Regions from separate parts of the Anser cygnoides genome. Here region 2 is linked to region 1. The links are chromatin contacts, called in public Hi-C maps. All regions are on one chromosome and are shown on one strand. Each heading gives the region's core, a stretch centred on a gene start, on an enhancer-like site or on the middle of the called end of the contact. The rest is flanking DNA. Distances are from core to core; before and after follow the strand shown. Region 1 holds the start of CXCL12 (C-X-C motif chemokine ligand 12). Region 2 has its middle 29 kb from the start of ERCC6.

The links. A called contact is a pair of places that touch in the nucleus more often than the background predicts.
Region 2: a contact with region 1 is called in a Hi-C map of granulosa cells, with 2.4 times the contacts expected there. The contact joins the enhancer-like site here to the promoter of CXCL12 in region 1. A contact is called at or near these places in 3 of 7 Hi-C or Micro-C datasets (granulosa cells and liver).

The regions. Positions count from the first base shown.
Region 1 is chr7:18,459,934-18,467,243 of Taihu_goose_T2T_genome, forward strand. It overlaps CXCL12 (C-X-C motif chemokine ligand 12), which reads left to right and starts at 4,593. Exons shown (of 4, transcript XM_048069279.2): 1 at 4,593-4,753. The coding sequence starts at 4,693.
Region 2 is chr7:18,696,069-18,703,378 of Taihu_goose_T2T_genome, forward strand. No RefSeq gene overlaps it. Among named protein-coding and RNA genes, the nearest start is that of ERCC6, 29 kb to the right of the region's middle. Within about 2 kb of position 4,718, at least 1 of the 3 cell types and tissues checked has open chromatin away from gene starts, as enhancers often do.

The DNA.
Region 1 (7,310 bases), core at 3,343-5,842:
AGCAAAGCCACACAGTTTTAAGCGCTCTTGGAACCAAATCCCCTCCACAGCGTCGGGGAGAGGCAGAGCACGCCAAACTTGGCTCTGCTTTACCCCAAGCTTTCAGGAAACTCCTCACAGTGAGGCCAAGAACTATGTTTGTAACAAAACCTAAAACCAAGCAAAATTTATCACGTTTTGAGTTTCTTCATGAAAGGTTAGACCATCTTGGGATGTGCTCTGCTGGGATGAGAGGAGGGATGAATTCTGCCCTTAAGGGCCAATTTCACATGCACTGGAATCACATGCAAAGCTCCCAGGGAAGCAAGCTTAAACCTTTTAAACTGTTAGAAAAGCAGCTACCACAGTTCTCTGTCACTCTAGTTAACCATCTATAAACAGTTACTCACTTGACCTCTATTTGATCTCTCCCTCTGCCCTCCAAGGAATCTTTTGGGGCCAACACGCATTATGGATCTCTCTGCATACACAAGTATTTGAGGCTATTCTACTGCAATGAGAGCGGACCTCTTGCAATTCTGTTTGAAAATTGGTGATTTGGGGAGATTTTTTTTTTTCCTTCTGCAGGGCAGACAGATCCAACAAATCACTTCTTGTAGTTCATGCTCCTTTGCTGCAAATACTTAATACTAAAAGCTCTGTTCGCATTTGTAAAAGAGGAGGTTGGAACCTTGACAGAACAATAGGGAGGGAAGATGATCTTTATTTTAAGCACTTCAAACAAGAAGGTCAAAGACAGGAGTCAGGGAAGATCTTCAAGCCACTCCAGAGTTGTCCTCTTCTGGCTGCTGCTTGGGTGCTCAGCAACACTGGAAAGCCTTCAAGCTTTCACCTGATTACTAGTGCAGGCAAAAAATATCACCATTTTAGGAAAGTTGCAAAAATAAGGCTTTTTTTATTTAAAAAAAAAAAGAAAAAAAAACCCTTAAGCAACACAAGAATGACAGTAAGCAATAAGATGGAGGTAAATATAAAAATATGTAGTGAGTAATTGAAGAAAGAAGAGCTTTGTGTGGATGCTTTTATTACTATTATTGCTTGAAAGTATGATAATGCAAGTGTTAGATTGAGTTACAAAAGAATATAAACACACAGAAATATCAGAACACTGAAGATCTCCAAACACTCTTAGCTCTGCGCTCTAAGGATGCCATGCAATAGTTAAACAAATTCGATGTTAACATTTTAGCTTCTTTCATTTCTTTTCCATCACAGCGTTGTAGCATGTGGAAATAAGCAGTTTAAGCATTCTTTAAAAAATCATGCCTTGAAAAGAATCTGCATCTAGAGACAAAGATACTAATCTGTGCTAGTTGTTATCGTCGGGGCTCTTGCATGATGTTACAGCAAAGCAGAGATAAGGTTGATTTGGTATCTTAATTGCGCAGTCCCACAGCCTAATACATATAGATTTCTAAATGTAAATTACCTTAACTCTAGATCACTGAATTTCCTAGGATTAACATGCTTGATTTGTAATGTATTTTACCCTCAATTGCTGAGATGCACTGTGGATCTTAACTCCATTTAAACAGATTCTTCATGAAAACTATGGCCATCCAAAAAATGATATGTTTAGTTACAGATAATAAGCCCAGGAAATATTATGGGAGATCACAGTCAAATAGTATTAGTGAGAACAAGATGAAATCAGGGATACTATTTTCCCAACCCAAGGACACTTAGCTTAATCCTTAACTCACAAAAAAAAAAAAAAAATCTTAATAATACTGAGTGGTGTTGTACTGGCTAGAAATGGCTTACTGTAGATATAATCTGTGGGGATTTAAAGCAAGCTCAGACAGTAATGATTTCAGTGCTGAGTTATGCCAGTCTAAAATTCTGAGCAGCAGAAATATTATCATCTTCCTGTTTAAGAAGAAATGTAATTTGATGCAAATAGGCTAAAAATTTATAATATGGTATTATTAGAAAAGGCTCTTAAGCTGTGTTGAAATCACCAGCAGGTCTATTTTTAAGATTTCTGAATTCATCCTTTCTTTGTTAGTGTTCAGATAAGAGATTAAAGTTAGTGGCCGCCAGGAAGTTCTGGCTGCTGTTGGTTTGGGAATGGGGTGGGATTCGGCTCACTGAGGGCTGCAGGCTGCTTGTTCTGAGCATTCAGAAGAGCACTAGTTAAATCTGTGGGAGTTAACATGAAGTTAAAACGAACTTTTTCATGGGATTTAACACTTACAAAGTCACTCAGCTTTCTTTTCAGTGTATAATTTGTTTAGATTTCCCTGAGATCATAATTTTAGATTGGGGGGCAAATGACAAGACCCTTATTGAGTTTTTTTTTTCACTTTTTGCTTTGTTTTGCTTTGTGTTTATTGTTTTCCTGCTGCTTAAATCTTAAACACAGAATCGTTGTGCTATAGGTAACAATTTGTTCTCGGTGGAAAAAGTATCGCAGCTTGCACAAATCGCTCGGTGTTTGGGTGAGCTCAGTTCTTTTATGAAGACTTTTTTCTTTATCCCAGCAGCAGGACTGCATCAGCGAAGCGATGAAGGCAGTGCTGGGTGCGGGTCAGCCGCCCCAGCTTGCCCCGCAGCCCCTTCGGGGGGTCTTTGCACGGGTGGGATTGCTCTGACCCGAAACAAAACCACCCGGGGAAGTTCTGCGTGAGGACTGGACAGGTAAAATCACCCTGTTAAAACAATCCTGAGGCTCGGTTTGGTTTCTGATTGCTGTGCAGTACAGAACATACCCGCGTACGGGTGGGTGAACAAGTGGGGAGGGCGGAAACCAAACCCCCAGCAGAAGGGTCCACGGGGTCCCGGGGTCTCCGTTGTCCTCGGGCGCTTGGTGTGCCACAGCTGGGCAGCACACTGGGGACGGCTCTGGTGAGGTGGCGGAGGAGCTGCTTGAAGCTGACCATGTGTGGAGCTGTAGGGGACCCCCGTATCTGCGTGCTGCAGCTCTTCCAGTCGGCTCTGAAGGGCTGCCCAGGCACCTCCTAGGGTCCCAGCAATTTCCCCTGCAGTACGTGTGCATGTTTGGGGGCGCAGGGGAGAGGGAGACCACTACTCAGGTTTAACTCTGAGCTCACTCTGCATCCATCCAGCCCCTTTGATGAGATCCTGGGGCTGTCTGTTTTCCCTGTGCTGGTAGCAGCAGCAGACACTCTTTTATGGCAGCGTGGATGTCCCCGTGTGCCAGGAGGAGCGCTGGCGGGACAGCAGAGCTCCTGGCAGTGTTTGTGCTTGGATTAAGCCTGCACTTCTCCCGTCCCTGCAGAATGTCACAACTGTCAGGGCACCCGCAGCGAGCACCAGTGGTGATTATTGGCCCTTTCAATGCATCGGGTTCCTACGCTACCGTGCTAGCTTGCCCAGGGAGAGGGGGAGAGCAAGGATCAGCCTGAGCAAATTCAGGGCTCCTTGGCAAACAGAGCCAAGGAAATACGAATAACTAGGTTTAGGGGAGCTGGATGTGAGTGAGAATCGCCTTTTGCAGCTTGTGTCCCGGGGAGGGAACCAGCTCATGGCCCAGTGGCAGTGCAGGCATTTCCCTCGGGCCAATGCCTCCAACGTCCTGTGCTGTGGCAGAGAGAGCTTGAAGCTACCCGGGGTAAAATCTGGCTGTGCTGCTGGCTTTGGTGACTTCGTGGACCTGTCCTTTGAACACCTCCCGGCCAGGATTAGCTTTACCCGGTGGTCCCCTCCCCATCCCAGCCCTCTGAGGGCGCCTGTTTTAAATGCAGCCGAGGGGTCCCAGTTCAACCAAAGCCTCGATGTTTATTTGAAGTATTGAACGCCAACAAACAGGGCCCCGTGGTCTCGGACTGCAGGCAGCGAGGACGTGCTTAGGTCAATTACACTTGACAATGCTGCGATAGCTCAGGGGAAGCGCACCCCTGGGACCTCGGGGCTCTCGATGCTCTGGGGGTTTTCAGCCGAGGTGCCAGGGAGCCCAGCAGCATCTGCAACACAAAGGGGGCGAAATGGGGCAGCAGATGGAGAACCGGGTCCGGCTAATACGGTGAAAAGGTGGTGTTTAGGGCTAAGCATGCAGAAGCAAAACTGAAAGCTTCCTTCTCTTTGCCATCCCCCCCCCCCACCTCCCCCCCCCCCAAAAAAAAAATCAAAAAATAAAAAAGAACAAGAAAATAAAAAAAGAAAAATCCCCGAGGAAAAACTTCTGCGAGGATGCTTCGTATGAGGCGCTGGATTTGGTGTCCAGGGCGCCGGTGTAAGCCTAGATTCTCGCCCACGGGAGCGAAGGGGGATTTTTCTCCTCCGGGTGCGGAGGCCGAGCCGTGGCAGGATGCGTCCCCGGGGGGAGCCTGGCGGCTCGGGGCCGGGACCTGCGGGGTCGGGACGCCCGGAGCCGGCCGAGGCTGGGGGCTTGGAGCAGCAGCTCCCTGCCCCGGCCCGGGCTGCCTGCAGTGCCCGAGATCCCAGCCCCGTCGGCCGGGATGGGGTGGGGGGGGGGAGCGGGGAAGGCTCTTTGCTGCCCGGGGAGGGGGGAGACCGCGGTGCTGGCGGAGCGAGAAAGCCCTCGCTCTTTTTTTGGTCCCTTTCCAAGCATTTTTTAACAGAGGAAGGATGTAATAACATGCCACGGGCAATAAATCATAGGCTGGCTACTCCCCCTGCTCCCCTCCCCCGGCCCCTCTATAGAGGCAGGGGAGGAGGGGACTCGCTCAGAGCGCGGCCGCCGCCGGGACGAGCAGCACAGCGCCCAGCATGGAGCTCCGCGCCCTCGCCCTGCTCGCCTTCGCCCTGGCCCTCGTCTCCCTCTCGGAGGGTAAGTGGGATGCCGCCGGGACCCATCCTGCCCGCCGGAAAGCCCCGGCAGGAGGACGAGGGGATGCGGGGGGTTGCTGGAGCTGGGAGCCTCCGACAGCGCTCGCTCCGCAGGGAGGCGTTTGGGCTGCAAAATTGTGCGCCTTGATTTCCACTAAAGAGAGAAAAAAAAGTTGCAAGAAATGAGAACCAGGCGGCCGGTCCCGTGCCTCTTCTGTCCCCGTTCCCTCGATCGGGGCAGCGCTGAGCAGCAGCGGGCGCTCGGCGGGCATCCCCCGCTCGCTCCCGCAGCCCCGCGGCGAGGTTTCGGGGGGCTCCGAGAACGGGGAGCAAAAAGGGGACCCCGAACTGCCCCGGGGCAATACGGGCTGCCCGCCGACGAGCGCCACGGGGCGCTGCCACCGCGGCCGCCTGTCCCCGCAGGGTCCCCGGACCAGGGGTCGGGGAGCCGCGGGACCCCTGCCCGCAGCCTCCGGGGGTCTCTGGGCGCCGGGAGCCCCGGTCCTCCGCTGGCACAGGTGTGCCACGTTTTGTCCCCCCCCTCGGAAGCACCCCGTATCGGCACTGAGCATCCCCAGCAGCCGCCGCTCCTGTCGCGTTGGTCCGTTCTGGGGACCGAAACTTGGGTGTTCCCCCCCCCGGGGCGGGGAAGGGTCCCCTCCCGGTGCCCCTTTGTTTAGCCGGAGCGAGTTAATTGCTCCCGATGATCCCAATAGCTCGGTGCCGAAGGCGGAGGCAGGCCGTGTGGCCGGGGCGCACCGCTGCGGTGTCTTCACGGCAGGGCGAGCGTGGGGGGCCCGGCTGCTCGGGCGAGGAACGGCTTAGAGCTGTCGGGGAAAAACTGGTGTAAGGGGACTGACACCACAGGACTGCGGTGCTAACAGCTTTTTGCCTGTTTCTTTGCACGTCAAGTAGTGCTCTCAACCCTGATCCAGATGAGGGTTGCGGGGCTGTCTTGTCCTGGAGGGCAGGTGAGCTCCAAGTTCTTCTCAGCCGTTCTGGTAAAGCTGGTTTTACCTATCATGGTCTTATCCCCCAGGGAGCTGGAGCTGTTCTAGTCTTAAAAAGTTGTCAGCCCTCTCCTGATACCACCAGATGTAGCTTTGGATGAACAGGAGTAAAATGATGCTTGCGTTGTTTCAAGTGGTTCGTCTGTTTGTGCCCAGCCTGCTTGCCTGGTCAGAGCTTCCCTCGCTTGCTCTGACCGGCCAGCCTTGATAAGCGTCCACCCTGCGGGGGAGATTTCAGTGAGCACATTGGGTTAGAGAGAATTTGTCAGCAGAGGTGGGTGTTCAGAGCCAGCAAAACTCAGCTCTGGGTCAGAAAACAGTCAAACTATTAAAAACATAAGTCCTGCTAGTCAAGAGCAAAAAAGTTGCTTTCTTTTGTCTAAGGACGTGCGGCTGCAGGAGTGACAGAGAGGTGTCTGAATAGCATCTAGCTCTTGTTTCACCCATTTCAACCGAATGTGCTAGACAGATAAAGTTCTCAAAAGCTTTATGCACAATCAGTTTCATGAAAGCTAAGCTGGTGTTTTCATGTAACGGTACAATTAACAGACCATAGGAGAGAGTAGCCTCAGCTTGTGTTCAGTGTTTATTGGACATCGGGGAACCCACAGAGCATCCACTCCTGCAGTGCCAGCCCATGGAGTTACTGGCTTAATCAGCTTTACTACGTGTGGAACAATTTGTTTCAAATTCTGAAATGTGATAAAGAAAGATACGCTTGTCAGCCACGGGGCAGGACCAGCAGTGTCCCGTCTGCTTCTTGCTGTAGGGGTTCCCGTGTCGGGGAGCGCTGTGTGCGCTGGGTTTCCCTGGCAGGAGGCTTGCTGGGAGCAGAGTGAGCCACAGCCATGCTCCGAGAGCCGGAGCACTGGCGGGGCAGGGGCAGGGGATGTCGGTTTCCTGGGAATGGTGCTGAGAGCTGCCCCGATGCCCCTGCTGCCGTCCCTGCCGCTCCATGTCTCTAGTTGGTCAGCGAGCAAGGAGCACAGAAATGCCAAAGGGATTCTTGTGCTGGCATGGGAGTTGTCACTGCGCCTTGCATTGGGGTGACAGCACACCGAATGCTGGGCATGCCCTCTGCCTCGCAGTGCTGGATGCCCTTTTTCTGGGCAGGAAACAGCTTCGGGATTTAGAAACATGTTGGTCATGGTTAAGCTTTCTCTCCCGATTTCAAGTGAGTGGGGTGGGATCGAAAGTCCCTCTCACGGTCTCAGAGAAGATGGGATTGCATTCTCAAGTCACAGATCTGAACATTGTGTAGGGTAAAGCTTAAACTCACTTTGTCAGTACGAGCCTGCAGAGGTGCTTGCTCTGCAGATGTGCGGAGAGTTGCTATATGACTGCATGCGGTTTCAGCCTCCCTTTCCTATATAAATGCACTGATGTGTAGCTATGAGGCACAGATATGCAGTGAGAAATCCCAGTGCCCTTCTCCCTCCCTTCCTCACTAGCACTAGTCTGTATAGCGCGTGTTTGGGGGCTCACCCCGCAGCCCTCCTGCTCCCTTCGCATGACAGACGGGAGCTCCTTCTCCCATTTATTCACTCA
Region 2 (7,310 bases), core at 3,468-5,967, 240 kb after region 1:
AGACGTGCATGACAGTCATGATGGGAAAATAACAATATTTGCCATTAAACAAATAGCCCTCAATGCATAAATATTGTGATATGAGATCAAATTGCAGTTCATCAGCTTGGGAAGAAACATTCATGACATTCATGCAGCTTTCTCTTAGATTCACTGAAATCCAAAGTACTGCTGCTGACTCCAGGTTAGCCTAGATTTGTTTCTTCAAATGAAGGACATGAATGTTATGGCACCAAAGAAAGCAATATCTCTTCATTTGCTCTTTCCTCATATGAGAAGATGGGGAAAAGGTTGTATTTTTGAAATTATCCATTTAATGTTAAAATACTTCCACTCATGCTGCCAGTACCTATATAGAGCATATGACATCAGGTCTACTGGTGTCAATTCAGTGGAGCAAATTTACACGTAGGGAAATTATGATCCAAACTGATTCAGACCTCAGCACCTTTTTTCCTATGAGATGGACCTCAGAATGCCAGTTTTATCTCCCAACCTTGACAAAAGCAGCTTAAAGGCTTTCCCATCACACTCAGAGTGAGAGCTGATAAGGCTCAAAATCCAGAAATTGCTTACTTTACAACTCTAAGTCCCTTTCAAGCTGACCTTCTGCCCTGAAAGCCTAAAATCCCTCACCAACAACTATATTTAGGCAACTGAAGAGCTGGAACATCTGGTAATAATAACAGCAGTCTCACTTGGAAATGACACTTATATACCATTGTATAGAAAGCATCACAACACTGCAAAAACTTTGGAAAATCCCCTTTGTAGATTTCAGACTGGAAAATTACCTGCTAGACAATTTGTGTGTCACCAGAGGTGCAGAGTGACAATCATGTACAGGAATAATCCAAATATACAAAAAAATTTTAAACAAAGCTCAGCAATATGATCTGGCATAATAATAATAATAATAATAATTTTTAAAGTATTTTTTAAAAAGCATCTGAAACTTTATTTAACCAGAATGTCTTTCATGATCTTTCGAAGACGTATTTCAACACTTCTAGCACTGAAAATACAAAGCCATCAGCAATTAACCAATGCCTGAGAAAGGAAATAAAACTGACGGGTATTTTCACCTCCCAAGCTGAGCAGCATGTGAAAAAACAAACAAGCAGCCTTCAGGATCTCATGGTACTTTCTTTTGATTGCTTCCTTTTAAAGGGGGCTGCAAAGCTAAATGGAGCTCTGGGTCAATATTAGCAGCATTCATTGTTTGCCCTGCCTGCTCTTCATCACAGCTTGCCTAGGGCTATGCATGTTCAATACATAAATAAGCAAAATAACTAATCTCAGATAAAAGTTCTTTGTAGATATCCAGAATTCTGTTGGTCTACATTCTGATTCTTTGAGAATCCTAACAATGTTTTGGCAGTGTTGAAAAATAATAATTAAAAAGTCTATTTCATACAGCTGTGGCAGCAGAAGTTAAGGTGGGATCTAGTGTGACCAAACACTAGATGCTCAGGAATGCAAGCTGGGTGCAGACATTGTCTGCTGGACCTCTAACATCCTTGATAAAAATTTGTTAGGCTTTCTTTGCTATGCTGTCCTGTACCAGCAGTAGGTGATGATTGGCTGCTCCTCTAGACAGGACATCATATCAGTTGGCTCTCAAATGCAAGAGCATCCTTCTTCAGGTGAGGGCTAATGGCTGTATCTGAGATACTCAAACAGATTTACATCTCTGGCCCTGCCTGCTTGCAGTCATAGCAACCCATATGGTAATTAGGTGCCCATTACACTAGTGCACTAGTACTATTTCCTACACTAGTGGGAACATCCTAAATTTAGCAGCACAGTATCAACACAGAGGGCAAACAGTGTTAAGACTGTGCGATTAGTTAGCATTTGCAAAAGTCAGCACACAGGCACTTTAACGTAGCAATATGTACCACATCTGAAGGTAAAGGCTGTGCTCCTCAGTCCAACAGGATGTCCACACTGATAACTGGGATTAACTTCAAGGTCACTGTTAAACTATGATCCAGTGACCAGCTGAGCTGGAAACCCCTATCTATATCCTTTGTCCAAGGCAGTCATGGGAGTTTTGCTGAATTCCCACATGTGAAGTTAGTACCATCCCCAATCTTGGTGCTCTCTGCTGTATTTGGAATTTACTCAGGAATGCAGGACCTCAGGCCAAGAAGATCCCCTGCAACTTCACCATCCCGGGTTCTCACTCCCAACCCCGCTGTACCTCACTTCTTTCACCACCCCACAGGCAGCAGCAAGTCTGGGAGGGTAAGTGCAAGACATTCATAATTGCTTCCTAGAGGACAGCACAGACACCTTGGTGACTGTGCAGTGTCTGCGTGCTTGTTACATGCCTGGCAAGTGCTGAGGTCAAATGCAGTTCCTGCTGCCTCTCTGATTTCAGCTCTCGACTCACTTATAAACCCAAAGCTGTATCATGTAGCACGCGTTCGTTAATTTGAAAATTAACTTCTGGGGGACAAAAGATGAAATAAAGTAGGGAAGGGAAGAAGGACGGGGAAAGGGAAAGGAAATTGCTTTACTGGACCACATTTTATTAATTTTTGTGCTGTCTCTTTTTCAGCTGGCCAAATAATTGTCAAGGCTGTTGCAAATCCCACAGAGGAGGTTGGGGAGCCTGGAGTGATGTGCACTTGTCACGACTCACCCAGCAACAAAGAGTTCCCAAGCACTGGACTCTGAGCCAGCCAGCAGGACACTTTATGACTCCACTAACAAAACCAATAATTAGACTTACAGAGAATGACAGCTATGAAAAATAAACAGCAACAAAGATTAAAGACTCCAAAGCTGCCCAACCAATGGGAGCCAAAGTTTATGTACTCAGACCTCTTAGAGCTCCCCTGTGGTCTTTTGGCAATTTGATTTAATTCAGTCTGTACTTCCAACAAATAATTTTAAAATTAAATGAAAAAAAAAAAAAAGGAAAAAAGAAAAGGAAAAAAAAAAAAAAAAGAACAACCCAAACACCACAATACTTTTGTCCAGTATTCACGTTTAGTTGATTACAGCTCTACAGCTTCCAGGAAATCTTGGAAAGCTTTCATAGTCAGACAACTGTTACTGGATCCATTAATTCCTCTTTTTTTTTTTGCAGATGTTTTTTCCTTCACTTATAGCACAACAGGACTCACCACTTCCAGTCATAGTCAGCTAGGAAGATGGGAGTCCCCTGTCCCTGTGGGAAATGAACATACACACAGCCAACATACAGGACTCCACACATGTAAGGGAGGAAGAACTATTCCTGGTCCCGCCTCCAGCACCACTAAAGAAGTAAGAGAAGGATTTAAACACACACTTTCTGGCACCAAGGGTGCTAGCCCACAGTTAGCAATAGCTTTGAATTTTCATGCAGCAAATTGCATATTGACTTTCATCCTCCCAGCCATGTTTTATGGATAAACACCAGTCACTCAATGTTGGATTGAGAAGTTTCACCTACCTGCACTCCCCCAGATCCTCCTTCAATAAATTTTGAAATATCTATCAGTATACCATTCTCCACTAGATATCAAAAATTCTTGATCTGTTTTGAGAACAATGTCAAAAGGTACTTGTTTTTGTTTTGTTTTGTTTTGTTTTGTTTTTTGCACTAATAGTTTAAGAGAAGGGAACTCCAATGCAATGGATCTGACGAAGGAAATTTAAGAAATGAAAACCCTGAATGATTTTTTTGTTTAACTGGAATACATAGTATCTGTGTGACTCTATAGTAAATTGGTGGTATTTAAATGATTGCTCATTTTATGCTAGAATGTACTTTTTTATATACTTTTTCTTATCTCTTCCTGCAAAGGAGATTCTCCACCCTTCCTTGTACCTTTGGTGATTTCAGGAACTTACTTGTGAGGATCTTAATTCTAGAGAAATATTTTATCATGAGACCTTTCTCTCTCTCTCTCTCTCTCTCTCTCTTTTTTTTTTTTTATTCTTGTAATTTCCTTTTACTTAACTCTGGGTTTTCACACAATGAAAGGACAACAAGAAGACAAAAAAAAAAAAATTATGTTGTCTTCCTGGTATTCTGTATACGGAAGATACCTTTCTACTTCTAGATAACTTGGCAGTACTCAGAAGGCTTGCTGCTTAGATGCCAGCACACACACACACAGCTACTCTTTACATAATGGACCCAGCCCCTGTGTGTGGCCAGCTCCAGGCCAGCACAGGCTCAATGGTGGCTCTTAGGATTCCCACCATCCCTTGATTCTTACAAATTTATGTGTCTGATCCATTTGGTTAATGTTTCTTATAAACACATTTCAGCTTCTGGTCAGTTTGTGAGCAAATTGAGCTGACCTGTTTTTTTAATCCTTCGGTATATCATCAGTCTCCTGAATCACAGAGCATTATACTAGCTACAGAGGGCAGAAATCAACAAGCAAACTCGTGAGAAATTTTATCAAAACTTATTTGGCATGGATATTCAAGCAAATCAGGCTATGCTTTAAAAAGTGTGGTTTTCTTTCACCAGAAAAACAGGACTTAGGTGTTTATAGGTCTACCAAAGCAACTTCAGTAGCACAGTGACTGCAGCAGTTTTCTGGGACATTGATTTAATACATAAAATATCTTAATAAACCAACACCATTTCCTGAAACACCTGCTCTTGGCTGCTTCCCATCCAAGTTTTGGCGGGATTGACTCTTGCTTAGCATTGAGATCAGATGAGATAATAGCCCAAAGCAGTATGCTGAGAATTCAAGGGAAAAATCAACCAACATCATCAAAAGCCCTAAATTCTCATTCAAGTCGACACTGGTGGCCTGCATGCCCTTTGGAAGTAATTAGTGTATAGTTGTTGGCAAGGCACTTAAGAAAACACCTTTTGTCCTTCAATTCATTTTTATCAGGAAAATAACCAGAAGAGGAATGAGTTTCAGTTGTTCCAAGTCACTTATCTTTTTCCAGATTAAAATGGAATAAAAAGTGAAACAGTCATTTTTTTGCAGCTCTTTGAAGGCTGCTCCATGCAGCAGGAAACAACGCCATCATTTTGAGGCAATGTTACAATAATCAAGTCCCTCACTATAGTAATGACTTGCATATAAGTATCACATTACATTCTCCTTCATATATTATACTCCTTACACCTAATCAATTCCACTGTGACCTCAATACAATTTGTAGAATCCCTTACTATTTGTTGGTGGGAGGGAAGGGCCACAGTCTCTGGGGATTGCTTTGTAGGCCATTAGAATACACATCAAGTGGTAACATTTAGGAACTATTGCAATCAGTCTTTATAAATTCCACACTAATTGCTGAGCTGCCATTGAACGTGCTGCATGCCAGCAGTTCCCCGTAATAGGCTTCTTCACATGAGGAGTGAGAGAGATCTGGCAGTAAGTGGTAGTAGTGTCAGTGGCTTTCCTGAGTAATTTCCTGAGTTCCTACAGAAAATGAACCTGTAAGACAGCTGTCTTAAAGTTCAAGAGACGTAATCAGACACAGATGTGAAACAAGGCCAGCTCTTTGGGCTCAGTGAAAGGAATACATCATTTTGAAGACACTCTTCCATCGACAGCTAATTAGTTCCAATAAAATTGGGTGTGTGCTGTTTGTCAGGGCTCTGAAAAGTGGTTCACTCCCTAGCACATAGACAACAAAACATTCTGCCTGACCCACCTGTGCTGTTTTGGGGGAAAAACTGCTCAAGCTGTGATTAATTTTTAAAGGTGTCTATCAAAACAACTATTTATTGCTCATGAGAACTATCTCCACCACTCTTTCTAACTACATCAGTCCTCCTCTGGCCACTAGGTACAGCCCAGTCCTGCTGCTGCTTCCTGTGTGGATTTTCAAAGGCCAGACATAGCTGAGATAAGCAAGTCCAGTCCCAAGTTTTCTGAAAAGCCACCTTCACCTCTCCCAGAGATGGTGCACTGCTGAGTCAAATCAAAACCCCTTGGAAGACAGGGCACCAGGGTCAGAAACACCACTCTAACAAGGTCAAGCAGGCAGCTGCAGGGTCTTCCACAAGGGTCAGCTGAGAATTGCTTCTCCTTGTCTTAAGAAAATCTGCTATCCAGCATTTAATCAGGAAAATCAGAGGCTTGGAATGAGGGGAGAAAGGAGGACGGAAAGGACTGGTTAGAACTCTCTGGTATTTTATGGTGGAATTATTTTGTAGATAGGACCAACAATGTTCTATTTCCAGTTGCTCTCCAGCTGTCTATGTGGATTCCATTTGTCTTTTCAACCATCCTGACAATGATATTGTAAAACAAATGGAGAGCCAGAGACACAGGACAGGGAGCTGAGTCCCTCATATCACACATTTGAACACGCACTTCAGCTAATTCCACTAGCAGGCACCACTAACAGTGAAACATTAATAATCTTCATGCAAACTGGCTGTCCTCCAATGAAAGCCACCTGCAAGAGCAGTAGAGGAGAGGCTCAGACAAACAGAATACACAGCGTCATACTTGGGAGACCCCTGCTGTCAAAAAACAGTGCTTATGACCTCAGATAGAGGGTCTGCAAGCAATTCAAGTGTCTGAGACAAGTGTTGCCCACAGAATTTGATTTCTGACTCTCTATGCATGGAATGCTAATATAGCTGTAGCAGTAAGACTCATTATGATTGGGCTTTAAGCTCCTTTATATTAGTACTTCGGAAAAACATTGCTCTTCAAGAGCTGGATGGACGAAGCTTTTACAGAATGCCCAGAGGAACTTATTCTCTCAAGCAATTCTGATACTGAAGCAGTGTAGGAGGGAAACAGATTTTTTTTTCCCCTGGTTTAATTTGAGCAGAAATTCACTGGCCTAAAAGGAGTGATCACTGGAGATCACTGATCACTGATCATATGGGTAGTGAAAGATGATGTATGATAATAAGGATACAGAGCATCCTTCTGGATCCATGTAATAGAAGGTAAAGGTAAAAAGTTTCAATAAAAACAAAAAAAAAAGTAATAAGTTTCAATAAAAAAGGTAATAAGTTTCAATAAAAAATTGTTATATAAAAAACAGACTGCCACTTGTTTTGCATAACCACCATACGTAGAAGAGAAGAAATAAAAAAACTGTAACAGAAAGATTTCGAGGAAACATCTGAGAGGAGTAACTGTAATGGTAGAAAAGCTCTCAAAAAGATGGCAAAGGAAACTGTGAAATCCTTATTAGAAGAGGTTTGAACAGCAGTTTAGCCAAATACTTTGAAGGGAGATGAAGGCAAACTTGATCCAGTATACAACCTGAGAGAGAAAACACAGCATTTTCATGCAAGCACTCAGTTGGTACACGGGAAGTTCAGATCCCGCTGCCATTGAACTAAGACCAAGCACAAATACCCA